Linked DNA regions of Ovis aries: region 1 is linked to region 2. The links are chromatin contacts, called in public Hi-C maps. All regions are on one chromosome and are shown on one strand. The core of a region is the stretch at or near the end of the contact, and the rest is flanking DNA. Distances in the headings are between cores, read along the strand shown.

Region 1 (3,238 bases), core at 104-2,603, 73 kb before region 2:
AAAAGAAGATGGAGGAAGTGCCCAGCCGAGTGGTCAGTGTGCCAAACCTCGCTTCCTATGCTAAGAACTTTCTGAGTGGTGACCTGAGCTCCAGGATCAATGCCCCTCCAATAACTAAGTCACCCAGCTTGGACCCAGGTCCCAGCTGTAGCCGGCCCTACAAACCCACGCCATCTCTAGATGTGCAAACTGCCACAAGGTAGGGGGCCAGAGCTGGGCTTCTCAGGAAGGCAAAGAACCTTCCTGCCAATGCAGGAGACGTAAGAGAGGCGGGGTTGATCCCTGGGTTGGGGAAGATCTCCTGGAGAAGGGCATGGCAACCCACTCCAGCATTCTTGCCTGGAGAATCCCATGGACAGAGGAGGCTGGCGGACTATGATACATGGGGTTGCAAGGAGTCAGACACTGCTGAAGTGACTCAGCATGCACGCAGAGGGCCAAAGCTATGATTCCATTTTTCTGTTGACAGGAGGGAAATTAGAATTCCTTTCTGGCACCTGTTAAATACCCAGCATTTGGGCCGATACAAAGAATAACAAAACAAGCCTTGCCTTGGACAAACTGCAACTCAGCCAAAAAGAAAGATTATCTATGAGAAGGGAAATAGGTCGTTCTTTAGAAGAGATACTATTCCCTGATAACAAATCCCAGAAAGTCTCTTTTTTTTTTTCCTTTTCCATGGATGAGTAGACAGGGAACACTGAATCACTTAGCGGATCACTTCAGAGTGGTTCACACAAACGATGGGCTGTCATCATCTGGCCTTGAGTCTGGATTCAAGTTCTGGTCCTCCTCATTTCTTAGCTTGTGTGGCTTTGGGCAGCTCACTTGACATCTCTGTTTCCTCACCTCTAAAATGAGGATAATATACCACCTACCTCTTCAGACTCATGTGAAACTAAAGGAGTTAATCCATAGGACATGCTCAGCACAAGACCTGGTGTAGAACTATTCAGCAATTTCCCACTATTATTAAAAGGTTATTTCTCAAGATTCATTATATAATCTTGTAATTTTAATCTTAATCTGTGGGTTTGGTTGATCACATATGGTGCTCTCTGATACTGCTTTGTTTTCCACAAACCCCTGCAGCATGCTTCTCTTCCAGAAATGTGTGATTTCCCGTTATTGATTTTCCTTCTTCCCCAATTTTTGTTCAGAGCTAAATCTTTAATTATGGACTTTGAGTTTGCTTTTCAGAAGAGGCCTCTTCTGAAATGTTCCTTTTCCAAAGGCCCTGCCTGCCCAAGGCTCTTTGGACAAAAATGAATGTGGAGCTGGAAGGACTCCCTGCCAGTCATTGAGCAAGTCCAGCCCTTTGTTTTGAAGCTGAGGACACTGAGGCCTAGAATCCCAAGCATATGGTCTATTAACTGCCAGAGCCAGAGCTGGCCTGACCCTGGCCACTGTTCATCTCATTATCACACACCTTTTTAAAGCTGCGTTCCCACTGTTTTATAAGAAGCTTCCCAAGTACAGATAGAGACTTTTCAGATAGGTATACACTGTACTTACTTATCATCTCTCTTTTTCAGTTTATTAGACTAATTTCACAGCCTCACTGAAAGGCCAGAGCACATTAGGTAACTTTTGAAGAGGCCAGAAGCGTAATTTTGTATTCATTAACCATTTCTTCTTTTACTGTTTTTTGAAAGGGGTTTATTGTTTAATTTGTGCCTGAAATAAATAGTAAATGTTGCGGACTTCTCTGGGAGCCAGAGGTTGAGTCCACCTGCCAGTGCAGGAGACATGGGTTCAGTTCCTGGTCTGGGAAGATTCCACATGCCATGGGGCAACTAAGGCTGTGCACCACAAGAGAAGCCACTGCAATAAGCCCGCACGCTGCAACTAGAGTGGCCCTTGCTTGCCACAACTAAAGAAGGCCCCCATGCAGCAACCAAGACCCAGTTCAGCCTATACATATATTTTTTTTCCTTCTTCTTTTAAATAGTAAATGTTGCAAAATATGCCTCATTCATTTTAAGTGAAATAATGGACAGCATTGTTTCCACAACGGAATTAGATGCTCTCTCCTCATCTTCATCCTTCACAACTTGTTTCTAGCTACCAATATCGACCCATCACATTCTAGTATCTTTTTAAGAGTAAAGCAGTAGTTATCTTTCCCTGAAAAGATGATGGCATATTAAGTTGTTTACTGAATAATTTTCAAAACCATCTAAGAAAACTTCTTTGTTTTTAGGACACAAGATGATGATACAGCCCAACCCAAAGAAGTCCAACAGAAGCAAGGTTCAGCACACCAAGAATGGTTTACCAAATATTTTTCTTTCTAAACTGATCCTTGGGATAGCATAAAGAGGATATTTGAAAAACATTTCTTTTGAAACACCTGACTGAAGGAATGAACTAAAAAGCCAACCAACCAAATAACTTGCTTGTAATATGATTTACATATATAGCTAAAACAAATTCTTACATTAACATTTCATACTGTTTCATTGTGATGATAAGATGAAACAAGCCAGTGTTGTCAGAAAGCACCCACAGGGAAATATTATTAATGTTACTGATGACCTATACATGATTATTTCTAGTGTCCATAAGACTGCACACCACCTTGTGGAATATCAGATTTTGTGATTTCCATGGTCTACTTTGAAAGTGGTTTCATTTTTCCTAGGATGCTGATCATCTTCACTTTAAAGTGTTTCTATGTAAATAACTCCAAAATGCACACGCAACCTCAATAGGAAGGGGAATTAAACAAAGCTCAGAATAACCAGGAAAGCCAGTTTCTAAAAACCAAACCCAACTACTAGGAATGGACTGTAGCAGATTTTGGCATAGTTGGGTCAAATATTTTGACTTCCTAGGTCCAGGATATGAAGATTACAGAGGGTGTAACACCTACCTCAAAGGGGCTTTTTGAGGTTTAAACAAAATATGGGCAATAATTCTAATCATGAATTGTAGTTAAGCTTTGCCAGGATTTCTCTGTGAATAATGGAGCCCGACCCTGTCATACATCTCAACCTCAATGACTGCAGCATCGGCTTGATTGTTTGTGACAGTTTCTAGATTATCTGTTCTTTGAAGTCAAAGACCTACTGAACCTCTAGTCTTGCCTCGTGGTGCGTTGCTTCCCCATCGCATGGATGCTCAGTGGATTAAAGGGAGCTGAAAATGGCTGTTCAGTGCTGACCCTGCTGTCAGTCCATGCTGAGTTGTCTGATCCTCTGATGGAGCACTGCAACTTAACAAACTCAATACAACT
Region 2 (3,315 bases), core at 321-2,820:
TCTTTCTAGTAGGATGATAATTCTTCTGTGCTAAGTGTGTGTTCATTTATTTACATAGTAAGAGGTCCTGAACACAGGAGCTTTCATTCATCAACAACTTGCTGTATTCCAAGTGCTGTTCTAGGCCATAAGCACATGAAAGTAAATCACATACGTGTCCTGCCACTAAAGAGCCGGTGGGAAGAAGGGACACAAAAGAAGTACTATATTCTGAAGGAAATAAGAAAAGTCAGGGGGCTGCAGCAGAGAACATGAGGGTGAGAGAGAGGAGAGCAGACAGATTAGCCCGGGGTCCTGCGTGATGTTAAGGATTTCACTGGAAGGGCAATGGGGAATGGTTCTAAGTGGGGGAATTATGGCTGTGCTGCAGAAAATAGAATCTGGGAAGGGCTGAGTTTGTATAAAGAGACCACCTGGCACAATGTCATGGGGGTGCAGATGAGACTGGTTGACTAGGAGGTTCACTGGGAATTGAAAGGAAAATTGTTGGATTTTTTTTTTTTTTAAGTTTAGATGGTAGAATAAACAGGATCTATGGTTGCTAATATGTGGAATAACTTGGTTGTTGTTTAGTTGCTAAGTTGTGTCGGACTCTTTTTAGACCCCAGGGACTGTAGCTCACCAGGCCCCTCTGGAGTGGGTTGCCATTCCTTCTCCAGGGGATCCTCCTGATCCCGGGTTCAAACTCATGTCTCTTGCATTAACAAGTGTATTCTTTCCACTGAAGCCCCGAAGTACATTAAGGGGAGGGGAAAGTGCAATCTTCCCACGTACTCGGGTAAGGATACAAACAGTTGTAAAGCCTTCATAAGATGACTTAAAGAGGTCATGGGAGGAGCCTAAAAATAATGTGCATACTGGAGTGGGTTGCCAAGCCCTCCTCCAGGAGATCTTCCTCTAAAAGTTATGCAAAGTGGATTTTATTATCTCCATTTAGCAAAAACAGTGCTTAAGAGGAGAATAAACTCCCTGAAGATCACAACAGCCAGAAGAGGGAAAGCTGGAATTCAAATGCAAACCTATCCTATCATAAATCTTTCTTTTTGACACACTAAGAAAGTGTGAACACGTAGACAGGTGCCTTGCCACCAAAGTGAGGGTAGAACTAACCCGAGGAGTAATTACACCCAGCCCATGTTCAAGAGCTGGTGGCTCAGATGGTAAAGCATCTGCCTGTAATGCAGGAGACCTGGGTTCTATCCCTGGGTCAGTAAGATCTCCTGGAAAAGGGAATGGCTATACACTCTATTATTCTTGCCTGGAGAGTCCCACTGGACAAAGGGGCCTGGGATACAGTCCATGGGGTCACTAAAAGTCGACACAACTGAGTGACTAACACTTTCACCTCTTCAACCACAATAAAAGAACATTTTCCTTCTTGTCATTTACTTTTTTCTGTCTATGATTAGAAATAGTCTTTGTCAAGTGGCCTTTGGTCAAGTCCAATATTCCTGAATTTAAAAAAAAACCCAAGGTGTATTGAGGATGGACCAGCGCAGCTGCCAGGCTGGTGAAAGGGAGGGAGGGCGGAGGAAGGGATGAGAGATGACGTTAGAGCCGGAAGCCGCTAGAGGGCGGCAGAGCACAGGCGGAGCTTACCCGAGGCTCCCTTTTACACCTCCAGGCTCTGAGATGGGGTTGGCAAAACCCAAGGAAGGGCCCAAAGAGGAGGGTTGGTTATCCGGAGCCACTAACTCTGGCTCAAATTGCCTCGCCTCACAGAGTGGGAAGAAATCTGCCTTCGGCATTTGATGGGGACACTTCCAGCTTAATCGGGTTGCCCAGTTGCCTGAGAGGCTGGCGTACTGCGGACTGATGCCTTTTGTTTCTCTAGAGGCAGATTCGGGACCCACAAATACCTGGCTTGACTCTGGCTTGCCTAAGTGAGTGTTGGTGTCTGAAAAACAAACGGGCTGGGATTTGTCAATGTGGAGCTTGTAAAAGCCTTGGTATTTAGGCACTCTGGCTGTGCTTCTCTTTCCCTTTCTTTCTCTGGAGAGTTCTCCCCAAACGTCCTTCTTCCTTTTCCATCTGAGCCTCTTCCTCCTGTCCCCATACCCCTGCCTCGTGGATCTTAGCAACACTCAAATACAATACTTGTATAATTTACTGTTTCAGCAGGTTGTACTTAGATCTCCAGAGTTAATTCATTCTGCATAACCTAATTTTTGTAACTCGTGTCCAGCATCTCCCATTTCCCAGGCAAGTTCCTATCTATGAATACTTTCTTGTGTTTTGTGAGCTGGACTTTAGTAGATTCCACACATAATTGTGTGAGCTTCCCTGGTAGCTCAGCTGGTAAAGAATCCGCCTGCAACGCAGGAGACCCAGGTTTGATTCCTGGGTCAGGACGATCCCCTGGAGAAGGGATGGGCTACCCACTCCAGTATTCTTGGGCTTCCTTGGTGACTCAGCTGGTAAAGAGCCTACCCGCAATGCAGGAGACCTGGGTTCAATCCTAGGATTGGGAAGATCCCCTGGAGAAAGATTAAGGCTACCCACTCTAGTATTCTAGCCTGGAGAATTCCCTGGGGTCACAAAAAAGCTGGACACAACTGAGAGAATTTCATTTTTCACACATAATTGAGATAATATACTATTTTCCTTTTGGTGTGGACTTTTTCCATTTAGTATGACTTTCCAGTTCACTCATGTTGTCCCAAATGGAAGAATGTCCTTTTTTTGTTGTTTTTTCTTTTTCTTAAAAAAAAAATTATTTATTTTTACTTGAAGGATGATTGCTTTACAATATTGTTGATTTTTGCCATACATCAACATGCATCAGTCATAAGTAAACATATGTTCCCTTTCTCTTGAACCTCCCTGTCACCTCCCACTCCTCCTTTTTTTTTTTTAAGGCTGAAGAATATTTATTCTTATACATCACATTTATTTATTTATGCTAGATAACGGAGAAGGCAATGGCACCCCACTCCAGTACTCTTGCCTGGAAAATCCCATGGGCGGAGGAGCCTGGTGGGCTTCAACCCATGGGGTCATTAAGAGTTGGGCACTACTGAGCGACTTTACTTTCACTTTTCACTTTCATGCATTGGAGGAGGAAATGGCAACCCACTCCAGTGTTCTTGCCTGGAGAATCCCAGGGACGGGGGAGTCTGGTGGGCTGCCATCTATGGGGTCACACAGAGTCGGACACGACTGAAGCGGCTTAGCAGCAGCAGCAGCAGCAGACACCAGGGAAACCATAATAGGATGGCACCTCAAATTTCTAGATGCTTAAATAGGAAGTAAAACAAAAATTGATAACATCAAATTTTAGTGCCAATGGAGAGGAATAAAAATTACCCTGTATAG

The links. A called contact is a pair of places that touch in the nucleus more often than the background predicts.
Region 1: a contact with region 2 is called in a Hi-C map of hypothalamus, with 3 times the contacts expected there. The contact joins two enhancer-like sites. A contact is called at or near these places in 7 of 16 Hi-C or Micro-C datasets (blood, hypothalamus, liver and 2 more).

What each region holds. Positions count from the first base shown.
Region 1 is chr6:37,856,631-37,859,868 of ARS-UI_Ramb_v3.0, reverse strand. It overlaps FAM184B (family with sequence similarity 184 member B), which reads left to right. Exons shown (of 17, transcript XM_042251262.2): 16 at 1-199; 17 at 2,204-3,238. The coding sequence ends at 2,297. Among named protein-coding and RNA genes, the nearest start is that of MED28, 13 kb to the right of the region's middle. Within about 2 kb of position 1,353, at least 7 of the 54 cell types and tissues checked have an H3K27ac peak or open chromatin away from gene starts, as enhancers often do. A contact at or near this core is called in hypothalamus, where this site is marked.
Region 2 is chr6:37,784,231-37,787,545 of ARS-UI_Ramb_v3.0, reverse strand. No RefSeq gene overlaps it. Among named protein-coding and RNA genes, the nearest start is that of TRNAA-CGC, 7.6 kb to the left of the region's middle. Within about 2 kb of position 1,570, at least 9 of the 54 cell types and tissues checked have an H3K27ac peak or open chromatin away from gene starts, as enhancers often do. A contact at or near this core is called in hypothalamus, where this site is marked.